2 separate regions of the Zea mays genome follow, and region 2 is linked to region 1. A link is a contact called in public Hi-C data. All regions are on one chromosome and are shown on one strand. The core of a region is the stretch at or near the end of the contact, and the rest is flanking DNA. Distances in the headings are between cores, read along the strand shown.

Region 1 (5,909 bases), core at 2,934-5,433:
TTCCCGCAGTCTACATACTTTAGTCAAACTTCACGGGTCTCCCCTCCAGTGTTCCATGCAAAATCGTGCAAACCAAAGTCCACGCTACTTGTTGAGAAACTACTGCCAGCTCAGGCGCCCTAAATCCTCCATGGCTTGCTTGCTACACCCAGCTGATCATCGTTGCTTCCATCTAGCATCAGTAACATGTTATTGAGATTATTTAGAAAATGTCAACCAATAATGCATCTATAGGTTTTTTTTTGAATGAAGGTTGTTAAGACTAGAAATCCATACTTCCATGCTGTCTCAAAACGAAAAAGCATAAGGAGATGACAATGTAGCAAAACACAAGCAGCAGTCCCTTCAGATAATGTGATGATCCATCCTGCAAAAACGCATAGAACAGTCACTCTTTACCGCTAAAACCACGATATTGACAGAACTCCTATGGCCCCGCATCCTTAGAAACAAGGACACAGCCGAACCGCACAAGTGGACATTTCTTTTCTTAATAAACAAAATCAGCACATACAACTAACCACTCAAGATTCATGGATGTTCTGTCAATGAAAAATCCATGCGTGTTATCGATTATGTTCAAGCCGGATCGAGGAGGGTGCAAAAGAATACCTGGAGCGTGAAGGCCGTTACTAATATTGCAAGAAACAAACAACCAGTCTCAAGCAAGTTGAAATCAAGATCCATCGGGACTCCCATGATCCATGCTACAAGGACACTCAATGGCACCTAGCACATTTCGCTTCCACCATTAAAGTTTACCGATGCAAAAAAAGCACATGGAACTATCTCTACATTTAAGTTAATACACACCACAAACATGGAAATCTGCGTAGCGGACCCCAAAGATACTCCGAGGGTGATGTCCTGTTTCAGCCAACAATGTTATGTTAGTATCTGCTACCATAACATCGTGATGAGTGTGTAAGACCTCCTCGATTTCCCTACCAGATTGTTTTTAAACGCAAATATCACTGCACCAGCATGCTCTGCTGCATTACCAACTATTGGAATCAAGATGACGCTAATGAAACTGACAGATAGCTCCCAAGATTCCGATGCTGCCTGTTAAGTGTTAACAAGATTCTGTCATAAAACCATTAGCTGTACTACAACTTACTACAGTGTATGTGCTGACTGAAATGGGTAACATAAACATGGCATTGTACTCAGTGGTGCATACCTCAATTGTGCTCACAACAAACTCTGATAGGAGTGCTGTCATCAGGGTCATGACTCCCAGCCAAATCATTGCACTGGAAAATCCCAGTACTGCCTCGTCTTGAGAGACCGAATCATCACCATCATCTTCAACCTACAAAATCATTTGGTTGGACCACATACCCAAATTAGCAAGCTGGTTCTATGTTAGCAGTTCCTGCTGGTTACTGATCAGCAACAAATTACAATACACACCTCTTGGGGTTGGGGTTCAAATAGTTGGCGGTGGGTTTTCAGTTGGAAGAAAAGGTAGGCTACATAGGCAAGGAGCATGACAATGCTGCATGCTCGGGACAGCTCCAGTCCTGAATCCCAAGAGGATTCTGCGTGCTCCCCGGAGCTCACAGCATATCTCAGCATCAGTGGCAGAGAGTGGCATAGCACACCAAGAATCAGAAGTCCTGTGCTGACATCTACTTGCATCTGCACACAATAAAACCGTATACTCATTTTAGTAAAAGACAAAATTTCTTTTGGTGCTTCCAAGGACAGCTTAACAATAGGTGAGAAATAGCTGAGTTGGTTACTTTGTCGTATAGCTGCTCAGTTCCAAGGTTAGCCAGGCCACCAAAGAAAAGGGAGGTTCCAAGGACAAGCAACAGGTTGGACAAGACTGAGCCTAGCAGGGAGCATTTCACCACCACTACCTTGCCTTGATAGAGTGCAAAGATCGCAATGATGACCTCTGTTACGTTTCCAAATGTTGCATTCAACAGTCCACCCACTGCAATTTACCCGGGCAGGTTAGGAAACAATGTAAAGGTTGTGGCCTGGATAAAAAAACTGAATCTGACAGTATTTATTTCTTTTACCAGTAGGCCCTATGTAAAACGCAACCTGCCTGCAACATTAACATATATTACATATATTAGAAAGATATCAATCAACAGGAGGTATCAAGAACACGGTATGATAACAAGCAGAACAAACTCACTCAGTCAGAAAGCTAAGTCGCTCAGCAAGAGGAACGAGACCGATCAAGCTAAGCACAAAGACCCATTCCTGTCGAGTTTCAAGAGAAAGCATGTGTTAAGAAACAGGAAGGGGAGATATGGGCATCATCATACACTGGGTACAAAGCATCACATGTTTCGATCAGTTTTAGTTTCCTCGGAATGCAATACTGAGATGGAGTCATATATATAGTTGTATCTTGTTGAAGTTAAGAAAACGATGGCGAGGTGGCAGTGGAACAAAAGAAGCGACACTCATTCAGTGTCTAGCAAGGTCATGTTTGTGGCAATCCAATATGCCCTTTTGTTTGCATGTCGTGTACTATGTGTTTGGATAGGGACAGAGAAGAACATTGTACGCGTGCAAGCATGTTCACATGCCCAGCAGGACCACACCACAGTGAAAGACGAAGTAGAAGCTTGTCCTGCTGCAAAAATTCATATCTCGTGGCAGGAATTACATATCATTGATATCTCATGGGAGGAATTACAAATCACTTCCCACTGTTGTTCCTAGCGAGAGCCTAAATCAATCTGCTGAGATGGAACTAAAACCTGAAGCCAACCTGTCGTGCTGCCAACTGTGTCGTCTGTTGGTGGTCATAGTGCGGTCAAAAGTCAAAACTGAAGGGGTAGAAGGAAGGAGAGTATTGGGTGACAGATGAAGAATAATACACCAGGTTCTGGTGAGTAGATGGGCAGTAGAGCAGGGCCGACAAGCTGTTAGATAGGATGTAGAGGAAGCTTGCTGATGCATGTGCTTGGCCGATTAGTTTAGTTGTGGTGCTATTTCATTCCATGATTCCATCTGTCAGGCCGAACAGAATTTGGCAGCAACAGGCTATCTAGCCCACATGGTCACATCACATGCATGTACTCTGAAATTCTAGCGATCATCAGAGCGCGAGTATGCTTCCCTGTTCATGCGTTGTGGTGGTGTATTTTCTTTGACTTTGATGGGTAGTTTATGCAACGGAACGTTACATATAGCTGCAGGGTTTGTTTATTGTTGTTTGGGACAAGGCCAATGTGTTTGGAAAGTGGCAGGTAGGCAGGCAGGCATAGATTGGTAAGAGGGAGGTGAGATGCAGAGCGGTGAGAATTGAGGCGGCACATGAAGTGATGCAATCTTGCCTCCTGGGCCTAGCTGGCCGCTGGTGCGATCAAAATGCTCTTTTTTTTTTCTATATGTACGTATAAGAGAGAAAAAAAATATGTGCGCGTTGAATGATGCAGAGGATATATAACAATCGAAGAATATGCCTAAATTCCGATCGAATTAAGAAATTAAAGGGGAAAAAAGATGCGATGACAGTAGGAGGAGGAGGAGGGAGAGGAGTTGCCTGGCCGAAGTGGAAGATTCGCGCGGCGATCGCGAGTAGAACGGCGGGGAAGAGGAGGGCGAGCTTGGTGGCGAGCAAAACCTCCTGGAGGTTGTCGAGGAGGCGTCGGAGCGGGGCGCAGGGGACCTTGCGGAGGAGCGCGAGGTCGGACTTCTTGCGGAGCGAGGAGGAGGACATGTTGTGGGCGGTGCGGTGGGCGATGTGGCGGGCGGTGGGCATCTCCTTGCCTGCGGCGTTGGCGGAAGAGGCGGACGCGGAGGCGGAGTCGAGGAGGGCAGCGGCGGCGGAGTCCATGCCGATGCGCCACCTCTGCTCCTCTGCGCCAACAGCGGCGCCGCCCCAGTAAGGAAGCGGGGGGCCGATGGCTGCGCTGGGGCTGCCGCTGGACCTGGTCCTGGTCCTGGTGTGTGGAGCTGGAGCCGCGGCTGCAGGCATCGCCTTGGCTTGGCTGCCGATCACGTACGTCCGGTGGGCCTCCCCCGTCAGTCACCCAGCTCCTAACCTCACCGTCACGGCGTCACCGTAAGTTGAGCTGGGAGGGTGGGTGTGCTTGTCTCGCGCCGCAGAAATCACATCACCATCACTGCAATGCAATGCAATTGGGCTGCTGCTGCTGCTTGCTTGCTGGAGAAAGAAGAAGGGCAGCTCAGCTGGGAGGAAGAGGAGGAGGGGGAAGGGAGGCAACCATGGACGTCGTCCACATGTATTGTACGTATATACTACTCGACAGCAGGCGGGTGAGATCGTGCTGGAACTGCAACTGGAATTGGGAATTCTCAAATTCTCACGGACTGATGGCTGTTTTCCCCCCGAATGGAGATCACTCCATTTATATTACTTTCATAACAGAAATACAACTGTTTTATCCACATCTAGATAAGCACTAGAGGCTAAACATAGAAGAGATACATCACAGAAACTGACCTGATTCAGGTCACACACACAAACAACAAGCTGTTCTAAAAATAAAACATATCAGAAACACAAACATCTAAGTTCCCACCACTGTTCACTCATAGTCAGAAACAGAAAACACTAAACATCAGAAACCCCAAAAGAGACTCAAAGACCATCCAACTCGATAGCTTCTCAGTGTCCACTGTCCTCACTCGACGTTTGCGAACTGATCCTTGCATTGGCAGCCTTCAACAGGAGCTTCGCGCCATCATGCAGCAAGTCCTAGAGTTCCTTCTTGCTTAAACCTGATCATATCATAATTAACGCACATGCATGACAAAAAAAATTCCACAGGTGAATTGATCACAGTGTTTTCAAAACAAGCTTTATTCCTTGCTTTCCATAAGGCCCAACAAATGGCGACAGCCCCGATAATTCCAATTTCTTTGGCATCATAGAGATTACAATTAAGCCACATCCAGCACTGCTCAAGATTATTTGGAACATAATCAGAATTGAAACATTTAGCTACACGCCCCCTCACTGATCTAGCAGTGTGACAAGTAAAAAACAAATGATTAGTCGACTTGAAATCCGGACAAAAACTACAAGAATTATCACATGTCCAATTTCTACTAATCAACTTCTCCTTAGTAAACAACACACTGTTTTCAAGAAACCACATGAAGACTTTGATTTTGGAGGAATTTTCCCTTTCCAAATATGATTGAAACAAGAACCATAGCCGTTATTGAAAGTCGCCTAGAGGGGGGTGAATAGGGCGAATCTGAAATTTATAAACTTAAGCACAACTACAAGCCGGGTTAGCGTTAGAAATATAAACGAGTCCGAGAGAGAGGGCGCAAAACAAATCGTGAGCAAATAAAGAGTGAGACACGATGATTTGTTTTACCGAGGTCCGGTTCTTGCAAACCTACTCCCCGTTGAGGTGGTCACAAAGACCGGGTCTCTTTCAACCCTTTCCCTCTCTCAAACGGTCACTTAGACCGAGTGAGCTTCTCTTCTCAATCAAACAGAACATAAAGTTCCCGCAAGGACCACCACACAATTGGTGTCTCTTGCCTTGGTTACAATTGAGTTTGATCACAAGAAGAATGAGAAAGAAAAGAAGCGATCCAAGCGCAAGAGCTCAAAAGAACACAAATGTCGCTCTCTCTAGTCACTATTTGATTTGGAGTGATTCCGGACTTGGGAGAGGATTTGATCTCTTTGGAGTGTCTAGAATTGAATGCTATAGCTCTTGTAATGTGTTGAAGGTTGGAAACTTGGATTGCCATTGAATGTGGGGTGGTTGGGGTATTTATAGCCCCAACCACCAAAATATGGTTGTTGGAAGGATGCTGTCGCATGGCGCACCGGACAGTCCGGTGCGCCACCGGACACTGTCCGGTGCGCCAGACAGTCCGGTGCGCCACCGGACACTGTCCGGTGCGCCAGCCACGTCAGCAGGCCGTTGGGGTTCGACCGTTGGAGC
Region 2 (5,251 bases), core at 1,632-4,131, 350 kb after region 1:
CGGCTGCTCGGCTCCCAGCCGCCTTGGTCTTCATCCTCAGGCTTCCTTACTAACTTGTGCGACAGAAGCGGCAATGGCAGAATAGGTTAGCTTAGCTTGCTGCGATATGTTGGTTCAGGCAGCTTGACATGGCCATGTCTCTTTATATAGCTAGAGCTAGCTACAGGCTTAAGCAGACAGAGCTGCAGGACAGGAGTAAGTATTATTAGTGAGTGAGTTAGTTGCAAGTGAGCATATAATCAATTGCAGGCCCCGAGGAGCGTCATGTGGGCATCAGTGGCAACCCACGCCTGCATGCCGCCGCACCATCCGACATGACAGTGAAAACTTGCGCTTCTGTATATTTTAACTGCAGTGGCCTCCATGATCCGATTCCTCTTGTCGGCTGCGAGTCATGCACATGATCCTGATGCTTGGACGTACCCGTTTTAGGAGGCAGAGAGCACCTTCATTGCATCTTCGTCCCTGAAGCTTGCACTGTCAGCAGAGAGTGCTAACTGTGGGACCAACTGAATTAATGAAGGTGAAATTCGACTGATTCGTCGCATATAATCGACATCCCAAAAATAAATAAACAGCTCAAGGTATGAGCTGAAAGAGAAAATGAAGCTGCAGTTTTGCACAAACTGCAGCAGGCGCTTCAAGTTAAGCTATAGGTAGGTAATTAAGCAGTCTTGCATGATCCCACCTCAAGCAGCTAGCTCTGTATCCTTACGTTTGCAGTCTTGAAGATTAGCTGAAGCCACTGCATATGTGTCTTTAATCTGTTTAGTTTCTACTACCTATATATGTATCTTGTTCATCAGGAACTCCGGCCCCTGCCCGATCAGATGCGATGCAGCTTGATCTCGGCCCATGCTAGCTAGGGTATTACCTGTATACATAGATACAAGGAGTAGGAGAGAAGAAGAGGACGTCAGTAGTAGAGACCATGCACAAGGACACATTGCAAACAACATACTACTGTAGTAGTAGTAGTATTTGTAGTAAACAGGTAGCTAGCCAAGAAAATGATGATAGATATTATTGTGACTGCTTGTCACTAGTTAGTTTCTGTACAACTAATAATGCAGAAACAGCACAAAGCTACATATTATTGGTAGCCTGCCTGTAGGAATGAGCAACTAACCAGATACGTCACCTGAGTCCTGAGGACATAATCAAGAGCAGCCATGGAGGATCCATGGTAATGCTGCCTGTATATATATGTATGTAGTTGATGAAGCAGGTGCGTGAGGAGGAAGAGGAGAGTTGAAGAAGAAGGGGAAAGAGGAAACTGCTCTGCGCCGCCTGATGCTCCCGTCCCGTCCGACACGGCGACGGCGTGCAGCGTGGCCGACAAACAGATGCGGAGGCGGCGGCGGCGTGCCTGCCCATGATGGATGATGCTCTCCGTCCAGTCCAGTTTTGTTCTTGCTTTGTGCGTCGTCCAAGTCAGCCACTGTTAGCAGTGCCATCTGACTGCGGCCCACCAAAGGTATTAGTGAGCCCAGGCCATCATGTAGCGCTGGGCCCAGTTCCAGCCCAAGAATGTTTATTTTAGCTCCTTCGATTATCACAAAAATCACACCTTTTCTCTCTCAGCTATAAAACTGGATTTTTTAGCTGTGATGATTTGTTTTTAGATGCCTCTCTGTTCTGTTCTGTTCTGTTCTGTTCTGTTCTGTTATGTAGGCTGCTGATGAATATATAGCAGCGATAAAAATCCAATCATCCAACTGAAATGAACTGATCAATTGGCTGTCTGCTGTACTCGATCGTGTGTATATATATAGATATAGATACAATCTGCTTGACTGATTGGGCTCAAAATTGGAAGAACAAAATTAAAAAACAAAAAAGAAGAAGAGGGAGGAGGATCCTCTCGTACGTAGTAGTCGTCGTCTTCATCGTCATCATCTCCAACCTCGGAATCAGGCAATTGCTTCAGTAGTAGTTAATTAACAATCCAATCATCACTCAGTAAATAAGTCAGCGCTACTACGTACGTACGTACATAGGAACGAACAGATGGGTGGATAGAGTCAGTTATCGTTTGGTGTTTTGTTCTTGTTCTTGTCCAGGTCCGTTGCATAGTAGTTGCAGGTGATGAAGACGCCGCCCTTGAAGCACTCGGCTCGTGCGCAGCCGACCTTGGTGCTCCTCTTGCCGACCATGAGCGCGAAGTGGCCGCACTCCTTGAAGACCTTGCCGTACTTGCACTTCTCCTTGTCCTTGTCGTAGATGGCCTCCTCCTTGCCCCACCAGAAGACGGCCTCCCTGGCGGTGGCGTTCCAGTCGTCGTAGCTCCTGAACACGCTCTCGCCGTACTCGTGGCCGCTGTGGAGGATCTGGCAGTCCTTGCGCATGGCGTTGGACCAGCGCCGCGCCTGCCGCGCCAGCTGGTTGTCCCACTTCATGGGCGGCACGCCGTAGCGCGCGCGGAGCTCGTTGTGGGCGTCCACGAACTCCCGGGCGATGCCCCTGTACCACCCCGTGCCGTTGGTCGGGGACACCAGACCCTTCTCCTTGGCGTACTTGAGCATCTCCTGCTGGACGACCTTCTCCGCCGCGTACGCCTTCTCCTTGGCCAGCTGCCGCTCTTTCTCCTTGTTCTCGTCTTCCGGCGGGGCTTGCTGCTCGCTGCCGCCGCTTGTCTCATCACTCTCAGGAGGTGAGTGCAGAAGCGAGGACGAGGAGGACAGGGCGGCGGAGGGGAGGACGACGAAGGCGACGAGGAGGAGCAGTGCTGCCATGCCGCTGCTGGTGGGCAGGCGGGCCATGCTGCAGGTTATGGTGGTTAGGAACGCCCTCCTCTCTTGCCAACGTTGGAGTTGGGAAGGAGGGGGCCGGGGTCCGTCCGATCCGGCGTGACGGGAGAGCGCGAGGGTGACCGCGGGCGGCCGGCGGGGAGGAGTACTGTGAGGGCTCCCGGCCTGACCCTTTTAAGCATGCGTGTGCTTCCATTCTTGGCTCTGTGCTCTCCAAAAGATGGATGGCCATGGCAGTGCCATGGATGCAGACAAACCAGGAGCACCACCGCCCTTTTTTTGGCCATACTGATTGAGGTTGAGGCCGGCCTGCTGGCTATTTTCGCCTATATATCCAAGCATTATTAGCTAAGGACAAGCCAAGGGAGAACTAGTTCATGGATAGCTAGCTAGCTAGCTAGTGCAAGCAGTGTGTAGAATGAATCGAATGGCGTCACAAGTTGACTGTTTGTGTGTTCAAATTTTCGCCTATATATATATTCTGCTTTCACTGACCACGTCAACGTAACAAATCATTCAAATTTGCAGCCCAAGGATGATTGAAAATTTTAGGCGCGGCCTTCTTTGGATTGTGGGAATTGATTCCCTGCCTTCCAAATAACACCTCGTATTTTTATATCTAAAATAAAACAAATCGTCAATGTTCGATTGTAGCATCTATGTTTCATCAGGTTTAATGATCAACATTTCATCTCCTTCAACGTCAGTTTGGTACTGTTTACGTAGTGCAATTTCAACAAGATATAGGGATCAAGGTTCACAAAACCAGTTGCTTAGCAAAAACCACGCCGGGACCGATTAATCGCAATAAATCGGTAGAAACCGGCCAAATTCAAAATCAAACCAGTTCTTGAATTGAAACGGCTTGTCCATTGCTTAGCAACAAAATTGACCACATTCTTTCCTGCCTTCGAAAATGGGCTCGTATCAATCATATCCTTGTCTGCACCGTTTGTGGCTTCTCCTTCCTAGGAGGTGTTCTTTCAAACATGCATGGCACGTACACCCTCTTGGGAGGAGCCATCACTCGCCTCATACATGCCACCACTCGCACGAGCACATCTCCTAAGTTCTCCTCCTCTCTCGATGCATACAATGCAAACCGCAAACTCTTCATAGTTCTCATCGTATCGTTAGACTATTATGGCAATGATCCTAGGCTTCCTTTTGTGTGAGGTTTGATTGTCTATTTGTTTCCTCCTACGAGACGAACCTGCCAATGCCACCCTCCATACCTCCTCCGTTATCCTTGCTTTCCTTTTATCTTGGCCCTTGTCAATCTTCCACCGAAAAGTAATCGACAACGTCCAGCGGAATCAACACTGCGACAACCTTGCACATTCCCCGCACGTGATGCAAGGTGTTGTTTAAAACGTGTAGCCCCCTTCCCAATGTTTCTTGCAATACTTGCACTTGAATATGGGAAATATGTTGTCCTCCTGTGTTCCCAAACTAGACCGATATGATCTGACATCCCTAAAAATAGCAATAGTTTGAACTGTTATTACAATTATTATTAGCCTGTATTGCAAGTAGAAGTGGAAATTTAAAAGGGTTTGAAGCGAAAAGGGGGAAAACTACATAACCTAGCTCCTAGTCGGTGACTGATTTACCAGCATCTCAAATAAGGACGCAAATGTTTTCCAAGGACAGATCCGAGCGCGTCTGAAAACTAAAAGCACAAATGAGCGGAGTGGCGAAACTAAGGTCATGAATGTAAAATTCCATAATTTTTTGGGGTTAGATTCGGCACTGACGGAAGGCAGGTCCGCTGCGTGCGTGTACATGTACATATACGGGCTGACTTAATTTTGGATGCCAGCTGGTAATAAAGCAAAGAGACTAGTAGTTCGTTGTGTTCTTTATCCGAATATATACGCCATTCAAAGGGAAGCAGGAGAGGGACGAGCATGCAAATGCAAATAAGCTATCTAGCAGCTGTAAAGTAAATAAAGTAGCCGAAACGACAAGTATCTAGCTAATAAGATAGTTGCATGCATGCATCTAATACGACGACGACGACGGCAGCTAGCTGGTGGTGGGGTTGGGTTGCCCAGGATGTATGTAGAGAAAATTCCCTCTATGCCATTAGGGAAATTATACCAATTCCTTATGTGTCATTGGAAATTATAGCATTCCCTCTATGCCATCAGTTTTAGACTTTGTTTTCCTCTATGCCATCGCCGTCCATTCACTAATCGACGCCGTTACTTATGCACTTGGACCCACATATATAGCATTAACCCTCCAGTGCATGTTCCTCCCTTCCATCCTTCCCAAACCACGGCTCCGTGTGGTCCTCGCTGCCGCACGGCCACACCAGCCCAGCATCGCAAGAACGTCCTTCCACGCTGCTAGTGTTGTGCGCCAGCCCGGCCTTGTGTTGTGTCCTTCCACGCTGCTAGCCCGCGCAGGCGCGCAGCCGATCTGACACGTCCTCCCGCGCCGCCTCTTCGCTTTCCCGTGGGAGCGCGTTACGGTTGTGGCACTACCCACGACTG

Evidence for each region. A called contact is a pair of places that touch in the nucleus more often than the background predicts.
Region 2: a Hi-C map of root tip shows a contact between it and region 1, with 6 times the contacts expected there. The contact joins the promoter of LOC100280436 here to the promoter of LOC541851 in region 1. A contact is called at or near these places in 16 of 25 Hi-C or Micro-C datasets (bundle sheath, ear, endosperm and 6 more) and 1 of 3 datasets of contacts at active chromatin or transcription factors (seedling).

What each region holds. Positions count from the first base shown.
Region 1 is chr8:80,225,797-80,231,705 of Zm-B73-REFERENCE-NAM-5.0, forward strand. It overlaps LOC541851 (calcium exchanger 1), which reads right to left and starts at 4,184. Exons shown (of 11, transcript NM_001111529.2): 1 at 3,518-4,184; 2 at 2,156-2,223; 3 at 2,034-2,062; 4 at 1,749-1,945; 5 at 1,417-1,644; 6 at 1,184-1,315; 7 at 949-1,065; 8 at 814-867; 9 at 613-729; 10 at 277-367; 11 at 1-172. The coding sequence starts at 3,952. The coding sequence ends at 120.
Region 2 is chr8:80,577,822-80,583,072 of Zm-B73-REFERENCE-NAM-5.0, forward strand. It overlaps LOC100280436, which reads right to left and starts at 2,882. Exons shown (of 1, transcript NM_001153357.2): 1 at 1,739-2,882. The coding sequence starts at 2,762. The coding sequence ends at 2,025.